2 separate regions of the Mus musculus genome follow, and region 2 is linked to region 1. The links are chromatin contacts, called in public promoter capture Hi-C maps. All regions are on one chromosome and are shown on one strand. Each heading gives the region's core, a stretch centred on a gene start, on an enhancer-like site or on the middle of the called end of the contact. The rest is flanking DNA. Distances are from core to core; before and after follow the strand shown.

What was found. Capture Hi-C pulls out chosen DNA fragments and counts their contacts.
Region 2: a promoter capture Hi-C map of adipose tissue shows a contact between it and region 1. The contact joins two enhancer-like sites. A contact is called at or near these places in 1 of 39 promoter capture datasets (the 3T3-L1 cell line), 1 of 15 datasets of contacts at CTCF or cohesin (large pre-B cells), 37 of 484 Hi-C or Micro-C datasets (the 3T3-L1 cell line, 3T3-L1-derived adipocytes, the AML12 cell line and 22 more), 2 of 115 datasets of contacts at active chromatin or transcription factors (astrocytes and stem cell-derived neural progenitor cells) and 1 of 9 other capture datasets (adipose tissue).

Annotation. Positions count from the first base shown.
Region 1 is chr7:89,153,501-89,159,393 of GRCm38.p6, forward strand. Tmem135 (transmembrane protein 135) reads right to left here. Exons shown (of 15, transcript NM_028343.5): 8 at 5,369-5,515; 9 at 2,927-2,996; 10 at 528-695. Among named protein-coding and RNA genes, the nearest start is that of Tmem135, 180 kb to the right of the region's middle. Within about 2 kb of position 2,406, at least 24 of the 459 cell types and tissues checked have an H3K27ac peak or open chromatin away from gene starts, as enhancers often do. A contact at or near this core is called in adipose tissue and muscle stem cells, where this site is marked.
Region 2 is chr7:89,468,077-89,474,419 of GRCm38.p6, forward strand. No RefSeq gene overlaps it. Among named protein-coding and RNA genes, the nearest start is that of AI314278, 45 kb to the left of the region's middle. Within about 2 kb of position 2,640, at least 8 of the 459 cell types and tissues checked have an H3K27ac peak or open chromatin away from gene starts, as enhancers often do. A contact at or near this core is called in adipose tissue and muscle stem cells, where this site is marked.

The DNA of each region.
Region 1 (5,893 bases), core at 1,156-3,655:
TTGTTCGAATGTCTATGTACTGAAAACTAAAGAAAATACGTCTCTGAAAAAATATATAAATAAATGCAATATGGGTATAAAGTCAAACATATTAAGTAAAATTCTAAACAAACTTTTCCCTCCTGAATTCACAATATAGTGCATATACTTGGTGAGGCCAAGATAGGTAGGAATGGTCTAGAAAGCACCACCAATAAAACAATAGCTGAAGCAGAACACACCTTATCTAACAATGGCCATGCCATTCATTTCTCTTTTAAAGCATTTAGTCATTACTTTATGTGTATGACTTTTGCCTACATGTGTGGATGCATGTATGTGTATGTCACATATGTATGTGCCTGGGCACATGAAGGTCAGAAAAGGGCACCAGACCTCCTGGAAAAGAAGTTACAGATGACTGTGACCTACCATGTAGATACTATGACCCCAACTAGGATCTTCTGGAAGAGCAGCCAGGAAGTTCTTAACTACAGAGCAATCGGCCTTATTAACGTCTCACTTTCTTCTTTTTGGGATAAGCTTACCTTGTATATACTAACAAAAGATCCAAGGAAAGCCCCCAGCTGGAAGTTCTCCTTGTTGTAGAAAAGAGAGAGGAGCCGGGATGGTTCTGTAAACAGATGCCTAAACGCAGAGGGGATCCGGAGACAGCACTGGATCAAGTAGCCCACGCTGAACATTCTGATGAAGCCCTAGAAACAAAGCCATCTTTTTACCTTCTTCTGACAATAACCACAGGGTTTTAGGAATACAAGCATGGAAATTCAAAAAAAGCAGTGGACAAAGTCACCTGTCTTAGGAAATTTTAATAAAAAACTGTCTGATCATCAGTACAAGCATGGAAGATAACTTCAGTGTTTGGAGCTCTGGTGTGTGTGTGTGTGTGTGTGTGTGTGTGTGTGTATCTAACATATATATATATATATTAACCAAGTTAAAGAAATTTCTAGGAGATGGGAACTCTATCTAGGTAACTGCATGAAGCTAAACTGAGGAATGCTGCTTTACACTGAAGCTAACTGAGCCTGAAGACACTCAACACTGCATCTCCACCCAAGAGCTGGGACCTTGGCCTGCATGCTACATTCCAAAAAGTCAGACTTGTATTTTCCAATTACAATTTTCTTTTCTAGAAAAAAGAAAAACCGAATTGCTACAGGAAAGTAAGGATTGATTTTCCTGAAGCCCGGTGAACACATGACCATGAAATAGGCCAGTCATTCGTGAGTTCCTGTGAGTGACTCTCTGGAACTGCCCAGTATTTTTTCAATACTATGACAGTCCTTTTATCTCTGTGATATTGTGCTAAAGAACAAACAGACTAATTTTTTCACCCAGTTTTCAAAAAATAAAATCAATATGTCTCTGCATTCAGGCAATATTTGCTGGCTATCTATCTATTATATACTGGGATTACAAGGCTGTGGGAACATGGCAGGCAAGACCAAGTTCTTGTCTTTGTGGCGCTTTACAATCTTATATGGAAAGAGAAACCAAATGAGTAAAGTAATATAATAATTAAAAATTACAATGTGTCACAATGGAAGTAATTGGCCACTAGAGAAACTTGTATTAGACTGGATAGTAAAGAAAAGCTACTGACTGTGTGACATTTAAGTTGATCCAAAAGAGAAGACACTTTCATGAAAACATGTCACACTGGCTGGACAGAAAGCACAGAGCCAATACAGAAGTGGGCAGGAACAGGATCCTACTAAGACAGCTGAGAGCAGAGTGAGCTGAGAAGAATGGAATTAATGTGAATATCGATCAGGGTTGTAGCGTAACGTGGTGCAATCAAAGCTCCACTGCAATGAGATACACCTTGTTAAAGCTTCAGTATTTTAGCCTTTAATCCCAGGACTCAGGAAGCAGAGAGAGAGGCCAGCAGATCTCTGAGAGCTCAAAATGTACACACCCAAGGGTTACAGGACAGCCAGGGTTACATAGATAACCCAAAAACAAGCAAAAGAGACTTCAGAGTATTTTCAAAGTGTAAACTTCTCTCCCACGTGTCTCCAGACAGTTTAGCATATTTCACAAACTGCTAAGTCCTGGAACACACTTTAAAGAGTCACTAGGTTTCTGACTGCGTGTCAATTCTCGGTCTTTTTTTGTTTTTTGTTTTCCTAGAAAACGCTCAGTATCAGCTCCCCAGCCCTGCCTGAACTCCCCCTTTGAATAGACTAAGTCAGTTGTCAGACGGAATCTCCCTCTTTATGAGCCAGTAGAGTCTTCTTTATTTGTTGTTGCCACTTCGAAAATGAGGCAAGAAATCAAATCTGGACACTGCACAAGGAAAATGTATTCTTCTGTCGCTAGCCCTAGACACAGCTCTCAGGATTCTGAGATGAATAGGAAGTTGGGCAAATGCCACTATCAACACTGAGTCTCGGCATTCCACTTACAAGCACTGATGTGGGAAAGTGCCTAAGTTCTCCATAGCCGTGCAGAGAGAACTGCACATCTGAGGTTTGTATGACTCGGTCAACTAATCTCCCGCCCCCGCAAAAAAAGAAAAAAGAAAAAAAAATCAGACCTTGTAAGAAATAAGTGACTTCTTAAAAAGCATTGGGACTGTGAGCACCATTCAAAACTGAGGGACTTAGAGCAGATGGTGCCACCTGCCCCAGACACTCTTTCCAGAGCTAGTGATGAGAGACAAGTCAGGAGGCAAGAAGTATAGTTTTGCAAAAAAAATGCCCATGTGCCCTAGAGACTAGGGAATCTGTGTGAATGGACACAGTTAAGTCCCTTAGTGCTGACCTATAGGCATGCTCTAGTAATCTGAGTCAAATACAAATTAAATGGCAGCAGAACGATATGGTCTTTTCTATTTGCTTAGAAATTACTACAGAAACTAATGTTGGGTTTAAAGCAGCAACTGTTGACAAAAATCAGGGAGACGCCTTTGTAGACTCACTTTAATGCAGTAGGAAATGCAGTTGTCTTCATAATGCTTGCAGCATCTGTGCCTTGGTCCATGCTTGCATCTGAAATCAGACCAGAGAGACAACACTAATCATAACTAATTAAAGTATGTGTGCATATTTATGCCTCTCTGGGTGTGCCTATGGATGGATATACTGTGCATGAGTGTATTGCAAGCCTATACAAAAATTTCTTAGCAGTAAAGGAGAAAAAGATCCCCCTTTCCCCCCTAAATGCTCACAGCTTTCTGTCGGACCTACAGAAGCAGAGCTAAGAGTGTTGCTTTAATTTTGTTGCTAACACCTTGTACAAAACATGTGATTGCAGTTCAAGTGACACACTGTGGAGCAGGGAGACGATACTGGCACTTCTTTGTGAATGAATATGAAAAACATGGCTACACTGTCTACTATATACACCACGAAATTTTAGGAGCTTTAAATCTCTTGTTACAGAGTATGATGACCATAAATCATCCGTGAAGTCAGTCCTTAAACAAAATCATAATAAGAATGCATTCAGGTTATAGGAATTTATACTTAATTATATTTGAGAGGAAACATCTGGAAAAGAAACCTGATAAAGTGTCAGAATTCAAGATTCAGTTATTAAAATAAATATGGAAATAGGAATCATGTGGGAACTCAAAGGCTATTTGTGACTTAACTGTAAAGCACTTACAGTCTGGAGTTTCATATAAACATTTCTGCCAGGACTACTGTTCATGTGGGACACCGACTCTATGACCCCCTCATTCATCCTTGGTAGAAAAATGTAAGTCAACCAACATGCATCTCAACAGAACTCCTTTTCTTTGAGGGGCTCAAGTTCCAAAGTCGGCAGTCACTGTAGCTTCTTCCTGACAAGTTAACTGTTTCTGTGAAGAGAGCACCAAACTTTCCCCTGGGTATAAGAGCAAGCGGCTTGCAGAGCAGTGCTCTGGCTCTGTACGTCTCCAACCCTGTGCAAGACCTCTCAAAAACCAATCTTTGCACTGCAGCTGAACTGCACAGGAAGCTTCCCTGGTCAAACTCGATGGCACTAGCTCATTCCGCCCTAAGCCTGAAGTCATGGGAATGATATGCCATATCTGGCCACGTGGAAGTGCTGAATAGAGGTGAGCTACAGAAGCCGGCCTGCCTTGTGCAAACTATCACTCTTCTACAGGTCAGGTTTTACTACCAGAACTGCTTCATCTGCAAAGTGCCGACGTCATCAGTACTGTCATGTGAGCTTTCCCTGGTCACCCAGAGTGGATTCCAGTGTCCTATAATGCTACTCCCAAACATTTAGGGTTGCTTCTATATAATCCTCGAATAGTTTTACCTGAGTGCAGCTGCTCAGGCAAGGCCTGCCAAGGCTGAAGGCGCGCCGGCCCTCAGGAGCCATGCACATTCATCCGCTCATGCTCTCCCTACTACATTCAGTTACTTCCATCAAGGCGAACTACACTGTTCTTCACGCAGCAACCCAAGCCTGTTGTTACACTTGTTTGAGCTCACTGCCACACCTGTTTCTGCCTTTACACTTTCTGTGTCCCCATCTTCTGTTTGCAGTATAGACTAATATGAAAACAAAGAAACAAAAAAATGAATTTGGCCAAACGTGATTATCACCTATGCCTACAGAGCCCAACAGGCAATTCCACAAGTGCCAACCACAGATGACAACAAGGATTTTGTGAAGCATGGTACTTTAACCTTTTTCCAGAGACACAAGCTGGTAGAGGCAAATGATAGGGGAAGAAATTAAACTGTGTTCATATTTAACCATAGGTTTTTTTCCCTCCATCTCTGTCCTTCGTTTATTGTAGGAAGGAGGAAATTACCACGCACTTCCTGTCAGTGTTGCCCACTCACTCTGTTCTAACATGGCTGCCATGACTGCTTTAAGGGCTGATGGCATAACTTCAAACCACTGAATTTAGTTTATTAAATATTATGGTAATATAAAAATGAATATTCAGAATGTAAAGACTTATTTCTCTGTATAATATACAAATAAATATTCCATCCCAGAACCCAGAGTATTGTCATTGCTGGAGAACACCCTTTACTTGAAGACTGTCCTTGCTCCTGTGTCGTCTTGGTTCTCTCAGCAACTGTTCTCTTTCTAACGGTCCACACAGCCACTGAGCATGTGCCATGTCTCTGGCCTCCTCCCTTTCCAGCCTCCTTAACTCTGCCCAGGAGGAACAGAAAATGGTTCCAATTCCACGAACTCTGTTTTAAAGGCATGTGATGATGCGGTACCCAATGAGAAAGCATGAGCAACATCTCCTTGCCAGTCCCTGCATTCTATAACCTCTAGGTATAGTCACTGCTGGGAACAAAAGAGTAACATCATTTCCTGAAGAGAAAAAGGAGGCCCGACGATACACAGTGACCACGGGATAAGCGACAGGGGTAAGTGAAGCACAGGACAGAGCACTCACACGGAGTCCACGAGAGTCCGAACCAGAGCGATTATGCTCATTGCTCTCGGCGTTCCCTTGTGCTTCTCCCTCTTCTGTTCCACTTTGGCATACGCTGTCTCTGGTGAGTAAGAGTGCGTGGGAATTTCTTCCTTCCCCACGATAAACCTGGAGGACAGAGCATGGAGTTAGTCGTCTTCGCCCACAGGAAAACAAACAAACAAACCATGTTTACATACAACTACAATTTAACTTCTTAGTTAAAATAGTTCTTCTCACAATGTACACAAAATAATATTCTCTAAACAAAGAATTTTCTTGACATGATGATATTTTAAATCAAATTAATCAATTACAATATACTATAGGACTTCTATGAGGCAATCTTTAACCTAACGTTTTTAAAGGTGTTACAGTGTGCTTTAAATTTTTCCAGAGAATCAGGTCAGTCTGGATCCACAGGTCACACAATTATAATGTCTCATAATCAACCATAATACAGTTTCTCATTCAGAGTGAAACTAAGTTTATACCACATGGCTGTTA
Region 2 (6,343 bases), core at 1,390-3,889, 310 kb after region 1:
AAAGGAAGCAGGTTGAGATCTTTGTTCACTTGTATTCTATCAGCAACAGCCATTTGAACTTAACATTAAAACATAAACAACAAAATAGGAAACATGCAATAAACATTAGTGCCAGTGTTTCAGATGCCGTGCTGGAGAAAGTGAAAACACAACTCAAAGAATGGAAGAAGGTACTTGAGACCATACATGCGGTGCAAGTCCTTATCCATAATCCAGAAGATATGGGAAGTACAGAATATGGAGAACTCATACAGAACTCAGAGGGTTTGAACCGACATTCATAAATTATGGCAAAGACATTAAAAGATGCTAAGAATTGGTACCCTTTGGAGATAGTAATGTTTTTCAATGCTCTTTATCTATATTACATAATCTTCCTCTCTTACATTTACCCAATATTTACTAATATTATTTATTAATTTTGGATAAATGTACACAATTTTGTAAAACTTAAATTCAGTGGCTGTTTCTTATTTCAACATCTAGAGTGGTTTGATTATTTCAACTTTAGGTGTTGAAACAAATTATGAGGCCATAATTTTTTCACAGAGTATTATGAAGAAACCTTCATAAAAGTATGTTCATAAAAAATATATGTGTGTTCAAAATATCTAGAGAGTGGGGATTGTAAGTCAAGGACTGAGAACTTGCCTAAAATACACAAGGTATTGGGGCTTGATCCCCATTACTGCACATAATAATTCAGGTCATAATCAATTAATCAATCAAAATCTAGACCTTCCGTATATGTAAAGAATAAAAACTTCTGAGATGGGTACACATGCAGAGGGGCCATAGAAATGCTAGAACTATCTAAAGAGCAGAAAAGAGTACCACATTGGATGGAACAGACATGCCCCATCTAATTCACAGTGGCACTATGCTGAGAATTTAGGACTTGCAGAGAAGATACACACATTTACCTTAACCTCGAGAGTTCTGCAGTGCAGTGGAGGAAACAAGCATGAACAGAAAACAGGACCCGATGGACAAAGAGGGATGAGGTGGGGTAAGCACTAGTTGCCCATCCTACATACTGCCATCTTGGTTTGATTTGGGTTATCACAGCGACCCAGTGTAGCTTGAGGCATCTTGTTCATCCATTGAGGTGACTACAATGACTTGCTTGGCCAGGCCTCACCCATGCAGGAAGAGAAGAGGCCACTCAGCTCAGTCTAATAATAGAGACTCTTCATGTGTTCAAAATCCCGAAACTTCCAGGAAATCATAACTAAACTAGTTCACTAGGCCCACTTTTACATCCTCCCTCTTGATCTCCTTCTTCCTCCCCCTGCCTTCTATTTTTATCAAACAAATGCAGACCGCCCTTACTACTGAAAATTATGAAGTCAAGTTTCTCAAATCTAGGGAAACTTCAGGGGATAGCACATCAAGAATGCAATGATCTTGTGATTATATTATCTCCCCTGCCAGATAGTTGGGAAATTATATGGATAGTGCAACACTCTGTTGCTTTGTCTTTTTCCATTTTTCTCTGTGTCTGTCTTTCTCTGTGTCCCTGTCTGTCTGTCTCTTTATCTCTGTATGTGTAAAGGTCAGAGGACTATCTCAACTGTTGTACCCCAGGTGCCATCCACCATTTTTAGGAGTCAGAGACTCTTGCTGACTTGAAGATCACTAAGTAGAACAGGCTAGATGGCCACTGACCTCATTAATACATCTGCGACCCTCCTGAGATTATAATTCACTATGCTTGAGTTTTGTTGTTATTATCGTCTTAACACGGGGTCTAGAGACTCCGGCTTTTGTTTGCAAGGTAAGAACATCACTGGTTGAGCCATCTCAGACCCTAGTCCCTTTTGTTCTTAATTTCTAGCATCCTTAGACTTTTAACTTTATTAGGGTTATTTTGCATTGGTCAACAGGTCACTTAATAATGGATCTGGAATTGCTCTCTAGCCTCTATCAGAATATTATACTTTAAAAGAGATCACTGAATCATTGGCAGTCTTGTTAAATTATAAATTCAAATTCCGTGGGTCTGGGTGAAGCTTCAGACAGCATTTCCAACAAACTCCAAGGCCACATCAATGATGGTCCATGGGTCATTTTGACTAGAAGGACAAGATTACAGCTTTAATTTTTTTAAAAGATTTATTTATTTATTATATGTAAGTACACTGTAGCTGTCTTCAGACACTCCAGAAGAGGGCGTCAGATCTTGTTACAGATGGTTGTGAGCCACCATGTGGTTGCTGGGATTTGAACTCCAGACCTTCGGAAGAGCAGTCGGATGCTCTTACCCACTGAGCCATCTCATCAGCCCAGCTTTAATGTTTTAATGTATATCAAGAAATTCAGGGCCTAGCCTTGCAGAGACTTGATGGGGATTCCCAGCGGGGTCTCCACCCTCTCAGAGGAGAAGGTGTATGGGGGGACCAGGAGAGGAAGGCAGTGGTCAGGATGCAAAGTGAATTTAAAAAGAACTTCAGTGTTTAGTATTTATGTGTTTAAAAATCTTGTCAGATTTTAACGGCTGATGTGATGCGGCTATGTCATTATTGTTTTCGTGATGACAGAGGACACTGAAGGACACACTCCCTGGTGAGCTGGAGGGAGGGAGTGAACGCTGTGGCTGGCACTCAGCTTCCCAGTGTTTTTGGATGAGGCATGGTTCTGCCTTTCTCAGCCCTGACCGTCGCAGATGTCAGGAAGCTTAACTGATCACCACAGTGCTCACAGTAGCTCCTAGCACAGTGCCTGTGATACGCATCTGACGGCGGCTTATCCAGAGTTTCTTCTTTAGGCCCAAGGTTACGGTCCGATATCTCACAGCTTTATCTGATACCTTTCCAGTTCTCACAGTGACTCACAGGCTGAGGGAACGACAGAACGCTTCCTGAATAAACATGAAAAAGGCAAGTAAAAATTGAGTCTACTTTCGTCTCTTGAAGGAATTCTGTTTTAACTCACTTTTAAGTTACAGAGCCATTTGGACTTCGTACAGCGAAGGAGTATTTGTCTTTAATAAACTCTTTATTACTGGCATGGACGTGGTCAGAAGTCTTTGAGAACTTGACCGTGAGAATGAAAATTGATCTGCACAAGATCTCTGAAGAGAAAAAGGCATGATCTCATCTTCCATTTACACATCCTCCCAGCTGTTGCCACTGCTAGCCCCGGCTTTACACCAAATAACAGAGAATAATTGATGAAATTAAAGTTCTCTGCCTAAAAAGGAAATCAGCTTGGTCTGAGGTTCCTGCTATCTCTGCCATTGCTTAAATTTTTAATCAAAGATTTTGTTAAGAAATAGCGCAGAAAAAGTTAATGGTCGTCTGGAGTTCCTGAAATAATATTGGGGGGAAACTCTGCTGGGAATTCATAAGCTCTTTGCTTTTTTACTTCTTGCCAGTGAAGAGTCTTTGAGTGACATAAAAAGGCACAATGAGTTTTTAGCAAAGATGCTCTTAGCTTGGTCGATACATTTATCTGGCATGTTAACAGCTTGCCTATATGTGATCTTTCAGATCAAAAGAAAAATCTCAATCACTTACTACTCTCTGGATGTCAGGTGGCTTGGAGTTACTTTATCCAGTAAGATGCTGCAGAAGAGAGGCTAAGCTCAATTTCAGCCTTGTTTACTGAACTAAACTCCTATGTACACAAACTCCAATTAGTCCGGGGACAGCCATGTTGGAGGAATTCCTAACCACAAGGAGGAGACATGTGTTCTGGTTGCTATCACAGTTGAACTCAGCCTTCAAGTCACACCAATCCAGGCATGAGATGGCATGTAAGTGAAGAAGCTACCAGGTGTTTCAGTCTATTGTACACTTGTTATTTGCATTCCAGATAAGGCTTAGGCCATTGTGGGGCAAATATAAGCCATCTTCATTGTAATCTGTCCTAATTAATGATTGGCAGAATTCACAGGCATAATATTTTTTTTATTTTTATACTTTTTAAAATATTTTTATTTTTACACTTTGAGGTAATTTGTTTGCATTAATAACACTAGTCAGTCAGGACTCATTGGGTCACAAGTCATGAAAACAACATGCATACTAGCTTAAGATCAGAGAGCATCTACTAGAAGATATATTTAGAAAAAGCACCAAGGAGCCCCAAAACACAGTTCTGTCACTGAGAAAGCAAAGTGACTAATAGTCCCATCTGCTTCAGTAAGATCCATTATCCCGGACTTCTCTGGCCCCCTCTGCATGTTCTGTCACCAACATCTGCAAAGCTTACATTTCACAGTAACAGTCAAGGAACCCAACATGAATGAAATGATTTTGAGTAACCACGCCACAGGGATAACTCTGGATAAATTGAGGGCCAGGGTCTCAAGTCTTTCTCATCACCTTCAGCCCATTTCTCCTTTCTGCTTCTTTCTGCTTCCTTCTGCTCTCACCAAAAATAGAGTGCAGGCACTTCCTACCATTAGCGACAAATAGCACAGGACAACTCTTGTCAGTCTTTGTCCATTAGAAATCACAAGCCTGTGAGGCTTAACAGAAGATCAACTCACAATATGGGTTAGAAAGATGAACCCAAACAGACTTTTGAAAACAAAAGTCTTGAAGAGGGAAAGAGGTAAACACTGAAGCCTGGGGCTGCTGAGGTATGGGTGGGTGTATTGTGGGAAAGAAAGGAAAAAGAGGGTGCTGTTCAGAAAAGGAACTTCAGATTCTCAAAAGAGGCTGGATACTACATGCACACTTACTACATAAATAGCTTACCGGTTGTGGGGCAAGATCCCACAAGAGCTCACAGGGAGCTGAGAGCAGACTGAAGCTGTTCCAGAGATCTCAGAGTGCTTGGAAAAGTTGGAGTTACAAACACTAAGAGAGACATCGTCTCCCTGCAAATGCTGAGAATGGGCTATGACATTATAGAAGGCACATTTTCAGATTAGGGGTTATGCCTTGAAATGAAGATAACTTTGATGCGTGTTAACAACACTCATAGCCAAGCCCAACAAGCTTCATTTGATCTAGTAACTAATCTCTCTAACCAAAACAAAAGCCCACACTTTTCAAAGGAAAAAAAAATCATATGTCTGGCATATTATAAAAATTATTCAACCTGGAAAAACCCAGTCAGGAAGCAAATTTGTCGATAGAAATCATCTCAAGAAAGATATATCAGCTGGAGTAAAGGCAAGGAGTTAAAAATGAATATAAATATCTTTACCAGTTTAAAGGGGGGAAAATGGACATTCCAATTGAAGAGATGGGGAGTTAAGCATAAGAACTAGAAAGATAAAAAGCAAGTGGACTTGCAAATGTCTGAAAGGAACATTCTACTGAATAGACATAAGAGGAGATTGACTGCTGGAGAAGAGAGGAGGAAGGACTCCAAGGTAAGATAAAGGAAACTATCAAACAGATGAATAGGGAACCATCAACACGTGAAACATCAGCTCTCATCCATTACTCACAACTGAAGAGTGGCTACATTATAAACAGCCCTCCAAGAAGCAAGGTAGGTAGTGCCAATTCTGGTGGATGATTGGGGAAAGGCCCTTTAGTTGTGGTATCTTTTAATTCCTCTTGTTTAAAAGTGCAGCTGCTGAGTTGGAGGGGTTGGGATGCTGACTCTGTCCAAGGCCACCCTCTGCTGGTCAGAAAGAGATGTTGAACCCTTCCATCAACCCTGAAAACAGTAAGAAAATAATTATTTGAGTCTTGTACTTTATGTATTTTTAATCCCACGATAACTTGCTGGCAGTGAATCGAAAAGAGGAAAAGAGGAAGGGAAAGATGGACAAAGACAGATAGAAATAGAGATCGCCTACTTAGAAGGGGGAACAAAATAATCACTGGAGGTAGAGGAAGGGAGGGACTTGGGAAGGAGAGAAGGGGGAGGGAAATGGGGGCAGAATCAGGTGTGGGAAGAGAGGGGGGTACATTTACAGAGGGTCAGGAAATTGAAAAGAGGTGTGTAGCAGTGGGGAATGGGGAACTGAGGATAGCCATCAGAAAGTTCCAGATTCCAGAAAAGCAACAGGCTCCCAGAACCCAGCAGGAATGGCATTAGCTGGGAGAGAGAACCTGTAGAGAACATATCCAGAGGTTAGGCATGGTCCCTGGATGAGGAAAGGGGCCACCCACCCATCTAAAAAATATTAATCCAGAATTGCTCCTGTCTAAAAATACAGGGACAAAGAATGGAGCAGAGACCGAAGGAAAAGCCATCCAGAGACTGTCCCACATGGGATCATATGCAGACACCAAACCCAGACACTATTGGTGATGCCAAGAAGTGCTCGATGACAGGAGCCTGATATAGCTGTGTCCTGAGAGGCACTGCCAGAGCCTGACCAATACAGTTGCAGATGCTTGCAGCCAACCTTTGGACTAAACAGGGGGACCCC